2 separate regions of the Sus scrofa genome follow, and region 2 is linked to region 1. The links are chromatin contacts, called in public HiChIP or PLAC-seq maps. All regions are on one chromosome and are shown on one strand. Each heading gives the region's core, a stretch centred on a gene start, on an enhancer-like site or on the middle of the called end of the contact. The rest is flanking DNA. Distances are from core to core; before and after follow the strand shown.

Evidence for each region. HiChIP or PLAC-seq counts read pairs in DNA pulled down with a chosen protein or histone mark.
Region 2: a contact with region 1 is called in an H3K27ac HiChIP or PLAC-seq map of alveolar macrophages. The contact joins two enhancer-like sites. A contact is called at or near these places in 2 of 2 datasets of contacts at active chromatin or transcription factors (alveolar macrophages and skeletal muscle).

The regions. Positions count from the first base shown.
Region 1 is chr15:67,231,509-67,237,740 of Sscrofa11.1, forward strand. It overlaps RBMS1 (RNA-binding motif, single-stranded-interacting protein 1), which reads right to left. Exons shown (of 14, transcript XM_003133427.6): 3 at 4,242-4,300. Among named protein-coding and RNA genes, the nearest start is that of ITGB6, 110 kb to the left of the region's middle. Within about 2 kb of position 3,518, at least 5 of the 83 cell types and tissues checked have an H3K27ac peak or open chromatin away from gene starts, as enhancers often do. A contact at or near this core is called in alveolar macrophages, where this site is marked.
Region 2 is chr15:67,765,778-67,772,009 of Sscrofa11.1, forward strand. No RefSeq gene overlaps it. Among named protein-coding and RNA genes, the nearest start is that of TANK, 200 kb to the right of the region's middle. Within about 2 kb of position 2,239, at least 3 of the 83 cell types and tissues checked have an H3K27ac peak or open chromatin away from gene starts, as enhancers often do. A contact at or near this core is called in alveolar macrophages, where this site is marked.

The sequences.
Region 1 (6,232 bases), core at 2,268-4,767:
CATTCTTAAGAGCAACAGCTCCCTCAACCTCCCCTGATCCCATAAGCATCATTGTGTTAAACTAGGCAATGGCTGTGATAACTCAAGTTATTGAAAAAAGGCTCAATTATATTTAGCACCTTGTTTAAAAGATCGGGGTACCAGGGAAAAATACGAGCAGAGATTTTCTTGGAACTCAAACCTATTCTCAAATTAATTTCAATGAGTATGGATGTTTTGAAAAACAAAAGCCCTGTTTGGAGGTTGCACAGAAGAGGGGCCAACTCTATCATTTATTTATGGACATTATAAAGCTACAGTAATTTGGACAGGAAGGAACTAGTGTCAAAACAATTAGACACATCAACAAAACCACAGGGAAACTTCATAAGGAGTCCAAAGGTCGGTGTGCAATATTAGTAGCAGAAATACCACCTGGTAACAACATTAGTGGACTAGACTATCGATTACAGAAATAGATGTTTTAGGAGAAATGAGAGTCAAAGCTGAAACAAGAAGCAGCTTCCTTCTATTTCTTGGAATTGGACTGGAATAAGGCTTAATTTGATTTCGACAGTGGAAAAATAGCCAGGTTGGGAAGAAAAAGAAGAGGCTGACCCAGGTAAAAGCAGAGAATGCTATTCAACAGCCAGGTTAGAAATTAGGTTAAACATATTTGGGATTTTTTTTCTTTTAAAGAAATGTGTTGTTAACGCTAACATGCAACCCGCTAAGAAGACACACACACAGGCATACACATACTCACTCTCGTACTTGGAGATTTAAGACCTCCTTCTTAACTTTGCTGTGGTCAATAACATACAATAAACAAAAGATCTCAAAATTTGATGTTAATAACGTTGTTGACGTTTCTATCCATTCAGGTACTATGACTATTATTTTGTCTGTTATTTTCTTAGGAAAAATCCATAATGGTTGCATTTTTAGTTTACATCCTTTTCTGGCCTTCTTCAAACTCCTACTATGCAGGTATTTCATAAATATTTGCTGAAAACAAATATAACAGGTGAGCAGGCAACCTTATGCTCTTTTTTCTTATATTCCTTTCAAGTACATATAAGAGTATATAAATGAGTTTTATAGGTCCTATGGGTTTTGCAATATAATATGTACACAGAATGTGGGATTCACTACTTAACACAGCTTCCTCTCACTGGATCCCCAGGAGCATCCTTCTCAGGGCTTAGGACCAGGACCAGTCATAGTACTCCTGCTTCTTGGATTTTCTTCCACGCGGTAACTGCTGAATCACAGGACTAGGTATGTTTTCTATTTTTGCTTCAGCAACTAGGAAATACAGGGCCATTTCTGTAATGAAGTGGAGTCTCCTACTCTTACTACTACTTTCTCTGTGGTCTGATTTATCCTCACCCATTTTATGTGTGTGTTGTGTGCATGTGCATTTGCAGATGTGTGTGTGTTTGCATGTGTGTATGCGTGTGTGTGTGTGTGTGTTTGGTCTGATATGCAACTCTGTAAGCACTGATAATTAAGCAATCAGGGATGTGAGCAACCCTTGGTGAGCTTGCTTTATTTATTTATTTATTTGTTTGTTTGTTTATTTTTCTGCCCTGAACTGCCACATATCACACTGTTGGAAAGCATTTAAATGCCTTTTGTTGGCTAAAAACTGACGAAAATTGAAATGCAGTAAAGCAACTGAATAGCGAGGTTTTTTTTTTTTTTTTGGTCTTTTTGACTTTTCTAGGGCTGCTCCTGAGGCATATGGAGGTTCCCAGGCTAGGGGTCTAATTGGAGCTATAGCCACCAGCCTATGCCAGAGCCACAGCAATGCCAGATCTGAGCTGCATCTGCGACCTACACCACAGCTCAAGGCAACGTAGGATCCTTAACCCACTGAGCGAGGCCAGGGATAGAATCCGCAACCTCATGGTTCCTAGTCAGATTTGTTAACCACTAAGCCATGACAGGAACTCCTGAATAGTGAGTTTTTAAATGCGAAAACTAAGCAATATGTTATTCAGAGCAATGTTCCCTTCAGCTCAATTTTGTCTTTTGGATAAAGGCTCCAAAATACATTTTGTGACAAAAAAAAGAGTTCTATGACCTCTAAGGTCTCTCATTTCCAGGTATGAAATTCTTTCATCTGTTCAATCTCAACAAGTTAGTCTATAACATAAGCACTTTTCATTTATATTCGTGATCTCCTCAGCACGACCTGCATCCATCCACCCAGCCACCTACCTACCTTCTCAAGTTACCTCTAATGTGATTAACAATCTTATCTGTCTTTACTACGAGCTATGGTGTATTATTTCATTTTCACTTCCAGAATTTCATAAACCCATTTGTGCTTACTCTCCCGCCTCACTCACTCACTCACCCACACACCAGGTACCTGCTGTTGTTTCCTCTTATTGTGTGACACAAGCGTAGAAGTTTTTTTTTTTTTAATCACTGTCCACACACACAAGGCAGTCTCTTCTGAGATTTGATTTAAAGGAGAAAGTCTTTAGGAGATGTATCAAAAATCAGTTCTGAATGATCCCTACCCTTATTTGGAAGCTCCCCAAATCGCTCCACTTCTCTTTGGACCCTTCCCAACTATCAAGGGTTTGTGTGATGCCAAGATGTTAGATGTAGCATTAGTATTTTTTTTTTACTCATACTTTTTCTAGATAGTTTTGAGCATTTTCACAGAATTTTGGTTTCTAGGCAATAGTATCTCATCCGAGCAGAGTGGACCACAGCAGGGTCTGGTGTAGTGGTGGGGCGGAGAACTCAACCAGGGAGGCTCTAGGTGCTCTCTCGCACTGCATTAGGGCAGCTCTGCTTTCTAACACACTGATCTGCTGTGTAAGATTTCTTTTTTGGGGGGATGGGGTGGAGTGAGGAGGAAGAAAGGTAGGGTAAGACTATAAAACCACCTGTCTACTGCGATTTCTCTCCTGGTTTGAAACAAGTGCTTGAGGTCAGCTTCCTGTTTTATGCCTGCAGGAGTCTATTTTTTCTTATAAAACCAAAAGATTTTCTTCTGTGTCCCTGCTTACCCAAGTCATTTAAAAACCTGCTAAACAAGACTAATCTGGTAACTAAGTCTACAATTTGACTCTCTCTAGTTCAATTCACTTAAATATTAATTGAGTACCACTCTACATAAAGCATTGCTCTATTCACTGTCCCAAGGCAAAACTGCCTTAATGTGCCATGTTGATTAAACATGGGCTTAGCTTTTTGCCACAATAGCTCCTTTAAATTCAGGAGCTTTGAAGAAAGGACAGAAATACAATGAATCATTTCAAGTCTAGATGAAAGGAAACGGCTGGCTTCTAAGGCCAGGCCCTACCATACCATAGGGTTCATTTGCGTTCTTTGCCTTTTTCAGATTGTGCTCCGTGCCACAGCCGTCACCACTACTTGAAAAACTGGGGTCTAATTAATGAGGAGATTTGCCTTCTCTGCCTATTCCTGTCAACCTTATTTCAATTCATGGGGTCAGTAGTTAGACTCAAAGTCAGCTGACTCCATTCTTCCCCTTTCCTAGAAATCACATGCCTATTGTTAAGATGCTGGATCATTAAAAGTCAGAACCACGGAGCATCAGTGCTGCCTACTGTAGACGCCTCCTCTTCCAGCTCATGGAGCCAGATGAGCTCATCCTAATTACACGGAAAACTGAAGGTCAGTGCATCAAATTAATGCAGCAGCATATTTCAAAGGGGCGTATGACCTCCCCTCCCTATTACAATTTGGTCAGTGAAAATGGTTCTCTCCTCCCTGCTGCCAATATTGTCAACAGGCATTCAGCAGAGAACAATTGGGAGTATTGAAACATGTAATTAAGTACTGCTTAAAACTACTCTATTCTAATTAATAGAGCCAATTTGCACAATATGTAATCTTTTCAGTTCTTTAGTACAGTCCAATGGTCTTCAGTAAGCAGCTCTAATCTCCTCAGGCTCAGGAAAGAAAAGCTATTTTCTAACTCTACTCCCCTTTTAAAAGCAGGGGATAAATGCCAGCCAGTATTTTGCATGTTAACTCCCCTGGTGTCAGATCTGGGATTCTGGCAAATGGCTGGCTGCTGCTGGCTTTCCAGCCAAAACTCAACCAGGGACAGACGTAAGCAATATGCTAACACCGTGCAAGACAGAACCTAGGTGACATGTAAGATTTGGTTTTTAGTAAAATGGACGTTTCTGAAACCAAAAGATCAGGTTTAAAATTCCATTATTTTTCTAAAGCTATGATTTAGCAAACCATCAGCCAAAGAAACATACCTTTGCATTTGTTTGTTGTCTTATCCAAAATCGCCTTCGTGGAAACGATTTTCCCATATCTAAAAAAGAAAAAAAAAAAAAAGAAAGAAAGAAAGAAAAATAAGTTATAATTGAGGAACCCCGATTAATGTCTAAGTCCAGAGGATACACACACTTATCAAACATCTGCAACTTTTAAAGTACAAAATGTGCTTTACTAGGGAATAGGAAGTGAGAATTCTAAATGCAAACTAAATTAAAGAAAGGGAATGGCTAGGCTTCTCAATTAAATCTTTGGATATAGTTTGATGCTTAGCTTTGAGGAATCAGGTTCATACCCGATAATCTTGGGACCAAAAAATGGAATGTGAGATTTAAAAAAAAAAGAAAAGCTTCTTTTAGTAATACTATGTCTGTGGGCAAATGCAAGGCCAAAGGCAAGGCTACAGAATTGTTAATGGAAAGTATGATGATCCACACAGTCCTTAAGAACTAATCACGGGAAAGCTGCTTGCGTCACATCTACTCATTTTGCTTTTGCAGGCAGCCACGCCTGGCTCTAGATCATCACGGAAGGGTGCGTGTGTGTGCATATCTTGATCACACTTGAAGTGTTATCTAAATATTCAAATACGTTATTTAAAACAGATCTCTTTTTACTTTAGACTTTGATAACTTTACACATAATTTATTAAGACCTCATTTAATACCATCGTCATAGCTACACAGTGTACTCACTAATGTGTGTGTGTGTGCACATGTGTGCAAGGAATTGGCAATAAAGAATATAAAACAATGAACCAGGAATCAACTATTAGTATTATGGTGGTTTGAATGAAAGATGTGTTCAAATTCCTTAATGTATGATAGAAGTTGGGGGAAGAAGGAAAAAAATTCAGAACATTAAAACTGAATGCACTGCTATCAAAAATAAAGGGGCAGGAGAGTTTAAACATATGGACCAACCCCCTGTCCCTTCACAGTGAGCAGATTATAATGCAGAGCACAGCTATCTATGTTTGTCTTCTAAAAACAGATAAGAAAAAACTTTGAAAATTAATTCTTAAAAATTCACTGTGTCTTTGGGAAATGCACACAACATACCTCTGGTATCTGAGACCATTTCCCTATTTATATACATGGCAAAGTCCAAAATTTTACTTTCCTATATATTTACTTCAAAAATTTCAGATTTCCTCTAACATTCCTTTCTTATGGTTGTTGCTGAGGACTAAAAAGATTCTTTGAAAAAAGTTTTAGGAAGAGGAAGTATCTGCATAGCACTTTGAAACATTTTAAATGTGGTAGGTTTCTATTTTATGTGTTGAACAAGCTGAAAGATACTTATCTGGAAAAAACAAATGGCTAGGGCCACCTCTCTCCCTCTGTTAATTTCCACTCTGTGTAATCATGTAATCAAATGATTACTAACTGGGCATGAAAGTAAAGATAATTTAAGGTTCAAATGACAATTACATCTAAGAGGCATAATACTGCACAAACACCTTCAATTCCCCGTAGAGATGCTGAGTATTTATAACAACCTTAACACAGGTCACTAAGCTTACAGTAAATAAATAAATAAATAAATCTGCAAACCAGGAAAAAAAAATAAGTGATTTAAAGAATACCTTTTAGCAACCATTTATCTACCTAGATTATTGACATGCTTGATTATTTACCAGTGCTCTCTCTCCTCTGCACATGTTTTAGCTGAAAATGCTTTGAGGCTGCATCGCTGCCTCAGCTCTTTCCAAAAGTCGGAAAGAAAATTGGTATAACTCCAGTGGAAGATAAGGAGATTGAGGGGGTCACTGAGATTAAGAGCCTTTGCTCGAGGTCACTGAGGTCAGGGTCTTTTGTAAAACATACAGAAGAAGGCAAGTTTGGAGGAGGTCAGGCGCTGGCCTTCTACCCTCTGGTTCTGCTCTCCACCTTAATGTTGGGAAAGACATGGTGAGAGGCAGAGGTGGGAAGCAGGAAAAGAGCCTTCTGGCAGGACTGGGACTTGA
Region 2 (6,232 bases), core at 989-3,488, 530 kb after region 1:
TTTCTGTTAGATTAAAGAACCCACCACCTGACTGTGTTCCCTGAGGAGGTCCAAAGGACATTCTCCTACCTCTCAAAAAAGAATGCCTGTTGAAGGGGAGCACAGCATGGTGGGGAAGCCCGGCTATCGCTGCTGGCTGCTGGTGGGAGAGACCGCATTGGAACTGGTTTCCCTGGTATTGCTGGAGTTGGCAGGACTCTTCAAAAGCAGAGGCTATTTTATCTTTACAGAAACAGGGTGACCATAATTATTGAAACGGGCAGCAAGACCAGAGCGACCATCAGAGCATCCTCACCCATAAGAAACAGGGGGAATTGTTAATACCTCATGGGAACAAGATGGATGGGCAGCCAACTAGCATTTTGTTTAATCTGTGTAACTAGAAGCTGAAATTCAGCAAGAAAAAACTGGTGTCAGCCACCACAAAGGAAAGTCACAAACACTCACCCATTTTCTACATCTAAATCAATTCTCAGGGAGTTCCTGTTGTGGCACAGTGGGTTAAGAACATGACACAGTGTCCATGAGGATGCAGGTTCAATCCCTGGCCTCACTCACTGGGTTAAGGATACTGCCTTGCCACAAGCTGTGGCTGAGATCTGGTGTTTCTGTGGCTGAGGTGCAGGCTGGCAGCTGCAGCTCTGATTTGACCCCTAGCCTGGGAACTTCCACATGCCTCAGGTGTGGCCATTTAAAAAAACAAAACAAACAAACAAAAAAACAAACAAAAAATCAGTTCAGTGTCAGATCCAGGACTCAATGACTAAAGAAAATGCTGAGTCCCTTTGAGAAAGTATCCTGAAACACCACCGTAAATACTGATGGTAAATATCTTTGATTCCCAAAAGAGCCTGAAACTAGTAACCAGAATAAGTGTGTCCTGAGGAAAGGAGAGAACCCAGGCCATTCAGGGGGCTGTTAGGCACAAGGTCCAAGCTGACTCTGAGAGCCAGGAATCTAAAATGCCATTGAAGCCTTCATTTGAGAAAGGCTTATGTAAGCCAGGCAATGAATGGACTCCTGGCCCACGTCCACCCCAGAGTGGCCCGGTGGGCCCACAAACCATCTGTGCAGTTATTGCTCATTCCTTCAGTGCAATCAAGATTAGCTCCTCAGCCAACGAGATAAGAGCAAAGTGTTTGGAAGGACAAGAGGAAGATCCTAAATCTACAGTGTTATGTCTCAGGAGAAATTTCAGAAAATAGCACTGCTATCAAAGACATGAAGAATGCCAGGATTCCCCCATTCAGTTTATCTATCTGGCCATTGCAAAAATACGAAATACCATGGTGAATGAAAGCGGACCACAATAAACATAAGCAAATGATAGTCATATCACAACTGCTATTCCAGATGTAGTATTTTACCAGCACAGATTACTACAGCTTCTAGCACTTAATAGGCAGCTTTTGAGTAGACCAATGTATTTGTCTCAATCCCCAGAAATAAGAAGGATCAAAAGCAGTTTTCTGTGATATAGAAAAGACGATAGTATTCATGGTCTGTCTTGGCCCGGGACCAGGTTAAATCTCCTGTTCGCTGTCGCAATATGGTCCACAGAGACCTTGATCATCTTAATATTCCGTACGACCAGCAGATTGCTGGTTGACAACACTGAGGACACTAGGGTAATTGGACCTGGTCAGCAGGAAGAAGGAAGTATTTAGATTGTCCTGGTAAGACATGTATAGGCCAGAGGGTGGATGATAAACCATCAAAGTTTCAAGGACCTCCCACGTGAGTGATATCTTTAAAGATACAAGGAATCGGAACATATGGGAAAATATCCTTGAATATAAATGACAAATTGTGAACCTACACGTCCTACCACGAAATAAGAGGCACTGCACCTGGCAGGCTTATGTGGATACTGGTGTCAGCACATACCACACATGGGAAGTTCTGCACTTTGTAGGCATGTATGTGCTGCTTAGAATAGGAGAGAATCCTGTAGCAGGTGCAGATTGCAGTACAAACCACCCTGATGCTTAGGGTGTACGACTTAGAAGATGGATGATGTGTTAGGAGGCTGTGTAGAGTCTCTGTCAAACCTCAAAATGAGAGTCATGGCATGGACCCTAGGTTCCAGAGCAAGGTCAAACCTTCAAAGACAGAGAACTACTCACCAGTTTGAAACAACATCAGCATGCTTTTGAGCCCTCATAGAGGCTAGGACAGCAAGTGTGACTAAGCACCCAGAGCTGCCTATGATGAATTGGGATTATGAGATCCACAAAGTCATAAGCTCATCCAAAAACAGAAGTCAAGCACTGTATGACAGCACATTACATGTAAGATTGGGTTGAGCGGGTCCAGAGAGGATGAGTAAGTTGCCTAAGCACGTGGCCTTGACTTGTACATGACTTTCCTCTGCTGCACTGTCTTCCTTTAACTATCCCCACACTTTCATGGAGGCTTCCCTATGATCAACTCACAGAGCAGGAAATATTTGAGCCTGGTTGACAGTGTACATGATAACTGAAAACGGGCTGCCAGCACAATACAACCCTGCTCAAAGGTGGCCCTGAAGGGAAAGAAAAAGGGACGTTCTCCCAGTAGCTACAACTAAACAACTCACTGGATTATACAGGGAGAAACTGCCCAACGCAGAGATGTGCACAGACTTCTGGGCTGACAGGGCCTTGCTGATTGGTCAGAATCCTGAAATGAGCATGATTATAGGCTTGGAGACAAAGAAGTTTGAAAGACAGATTTGTGAATGAATCTTTCATAGAGGGATCGAAACATATATGGGTATTTGTGTTCTGTATTAATGTCCACTGGAAAACATTCTAGAGCATTCAGAGAGATTTTAGATAATCTGAAGAGATTTACTTTTCCCTAGATATCAGTTAGCTTCTGACCTCATCCACCCCAGGGGTAACACAGTATCCCACCAATGAAGAAGCCCCCTTGAGGGCAGGGATGGGCTTTCTCTTAATAAGACAGATGTAACTACTGCCACTACTGGATTCCTAAGCTGCCAGCAGCAGATATGCAATATGGTGGTGCCTCAACATAGAAACATCCCTCAAGAAGGCCAACTATGTGGTAACAAGTTGGTGACATCCTAGAAGGGCAATAATATATCTTTACACTTACTCTGATTATGAGTTTGCTTTTCCTATCCAAGATTCCTCATCTAGCATCATTTGAGGGCTTAGAGATTATGGTTATAGGATCCCAATGAAACTGCCTCAGGCCAAGGGACATCTTTTACAGTGAAAGTAAATGAAATGAGTACATGGCTGGAGATTCCTAAGATACCACCTCCAGCACAGCACTCTGAAGAAGCCAGCCTCATAAAATGATGGAATTGCCTATTAAAGGCCCAGCTAAGAAGCCAGCTTGGAAACCACATCCAGTAAGTTCTCTCTATATGCAATGAAGCTGTAGCCAATCTATGGTGAAATGTAACCAGAATACATGAGTCTGAAAAACAGAAGGTAGAAGTAGGATTGGCCCTTCTCATCACCATACCTAATGACTCACTTTCAGAATATGAGTTTCTGGTCCCTATATCCTAAGGCAATGCTGTATTAAAAACCCTGAGTCCTGGCCCTAAGTGAAGATGAAGGAGGGAAGAAGGCTTCTGCCAGAGAACACAGAAAGGCAGAAAGGGTTCTGCTGAATTTAAAGCGATAACTGCTATGTATATTGTCATTTGGGGTCTCTCAACTGATGGACTAACAAGCAAAGAAAGCAGTTGCTACACTGGTGAGGAAACTGACTCTGTTACCATTAAGAAATTATGTATTTCTATATGATATCACTTGTATGTGGAATCCAAAATATAGCAAACTAGTGAATATAGCATCAAAGAAGCAGATTCACAGAGAACAAATCAATGGTTACCCATGGAGGGGAGGGGCAATGTAGGGGTCGTGCGTGGGTACAAATTTTGCGTGAAAGATAGATTCAAGGATGAGCTGCACAACATGGGGAATATAGCCAATATTTCATAATATCTAAAATGGAAAATAACCTTTAAAATTTGCATATAGGAGTTCCCTTTGTGGCTTAGCGGTGAACAAACCTGACTAGGATCCATGAGGACGTGGGTTCAATCCCTGGCCTCACTCAGTGGGTTAAGGATCCGGTGTTGCCATGAGCTATGGTGTAGGTCACAGATGTGGCTTGGATCCCACATTGCTGTGGCTGTGGCTGTGGCTGTGGCATAGGCCGGCAGCTGCAGCTCCAATTTGACGCCTAGCCCGGGAACCTCCATATGCGGCAGTCACAGCCTTACAATAGCAAAGAAAAAAAATTGCATACAAATAAAAACAATTTTTTTAAGAAATTAGATATATAGGACTGCTCTTGATGATTCCATGCATTGTCAGCAAGCAGCCTAGCAAATGTGAAACAACTAAGAGACCCAGATTCCGGAGCTAAACGCTCAAATCAGGAAATACAGAGAAGCTAACACCCTCTGGAGCATCCTTTGGCCAAGGGGGGAATGGATGCTGGTGGAAAAATACTTTCCTTCCCCTTTTTCAGGTGGATGAGTCTGAGGCATAACCTACACTGTTCCTCAAAAGGCTCCCAGGTGAACTGTGCCCTAGTTTCACATGTTGGTCACCAACTTAATAATGCACTTGAGACTGGCTTTCCCTCCTCCTCCACTTCACTCTTATCAGTACCCTGTCTTGTTCCCTGTGATACTCGCCCCGCATAAACTACCTACATTTAGTCATTGTTTCAGGCTCTGCCTTTTGGAAGAACCCAAAAAATATTACTGTGACAACCTCCAAGAGTATTATTTTGAATATCTAATGAAATAGCCTAGGGCTGGGCCAGAATATTGGAAACAAAAAGGACAAGAACTTAAATATATCTTGATAAAGTTTCTGAAGCCTGAGGATAAAAATAAAATCCCACAAGCTTCCAGGTAGAAAATAACAACAATAGTAATAATGGGTCACCTGGAAAGAAAAAAAAATATCAGACTGGTATTGAAAATCTCATCTGTAACACTAAAAACTAGAAAATACTAATATTTGCAAGGAGGGTGTGATTTTGTGATTCTATAGCCAAACCCCATCTTTGTGTGACAGGAAGAGGTAGGCATTTTCAGCTATGTAGGGATTTCAGAAAGTCCCACAGTAGCAGAGATGCCTAAAAACATCACCTAAGGAAATCTCTAACCAGAGGAAACTGCAAAAATAACTCAAGGAAATGGAATACATGGTGGTCAGTATTGAAATCAGTGAAATGTATAGGTCAATCTAGCTACAAGGATGATGCGTCTTTAACTTTTATACTAGTTAAGAAACATTCTTAAAGTAGAAGATATCTAATATTAAAAACATAAGAGCATCTATTTCATGTGCCCACCTCAGTGCAAGGGACATGGTGAGTATTAAAACCAATTAGTTCTCTTCCTTAACTGTTACCTGTTATCTCTTGTCATCATGAGACATACATACATGCAAAAGAGTGCACATAGTCAAAAAATGACATAGATACAGTTTAAAAAATAGTGATAGAAAGAAATCTGTGTTTCCTCCATCTAGCTTAAGATTTATACCTCACTTTTTCAATATGTTTGATTTTTGTAAAGAAAAATTCTGCTTTTTACAACAGAAAAGTGCTGGGAGTTCCTGCTGTGGCACAGCAGAAAAGAATCCGACTCATAACCATGAGGTTGCAGGTTCCATCCCTGGCCTCGCTCAGTGAATTAAGGATCCGGAGTTACCATAAGCTGTGGTGTAGGTGGCAGATGCAGCTCAGATCTGATGTTGCTGTGGCTGTGGCATAGGCCAGCAGCTGTAGCTCTGATTCGACCCATAAGGGGAACCTCCATATGACGTGGGCCATGGGTGCACCCCTTAAAAAATAAGTAAATAAATAAAAAATAAGAAAGAAAAGTTCTCAGCTGCTTGCTTTAAAAATGTTTGAAATTTTTTATTGTAATTTTACTTACTTTTTTATTTACTCCTTTGAGTAATCAGGCTCTAGATCAAATCCCTGCTACCACCATTAGCTGTGTAAACCAGATCCAGGGACTAGATCTCCTTGAGGCCAAGTTTCCCCTTCGTACAGTGATGACCCAAATCCTCACCTTTCCTGCAGAAGCATCAGTAGGAGCATGGATGGAGGACATAATTACTGTGGAAGATATGGTCCATGATATATAACTACTACTGCTATGGTTTTGCCTAAAATAGTTACAAAAGAGCAGATATGTAAGAGAAGTACCTGGAATAACACCATGCATCCATAGTGCATC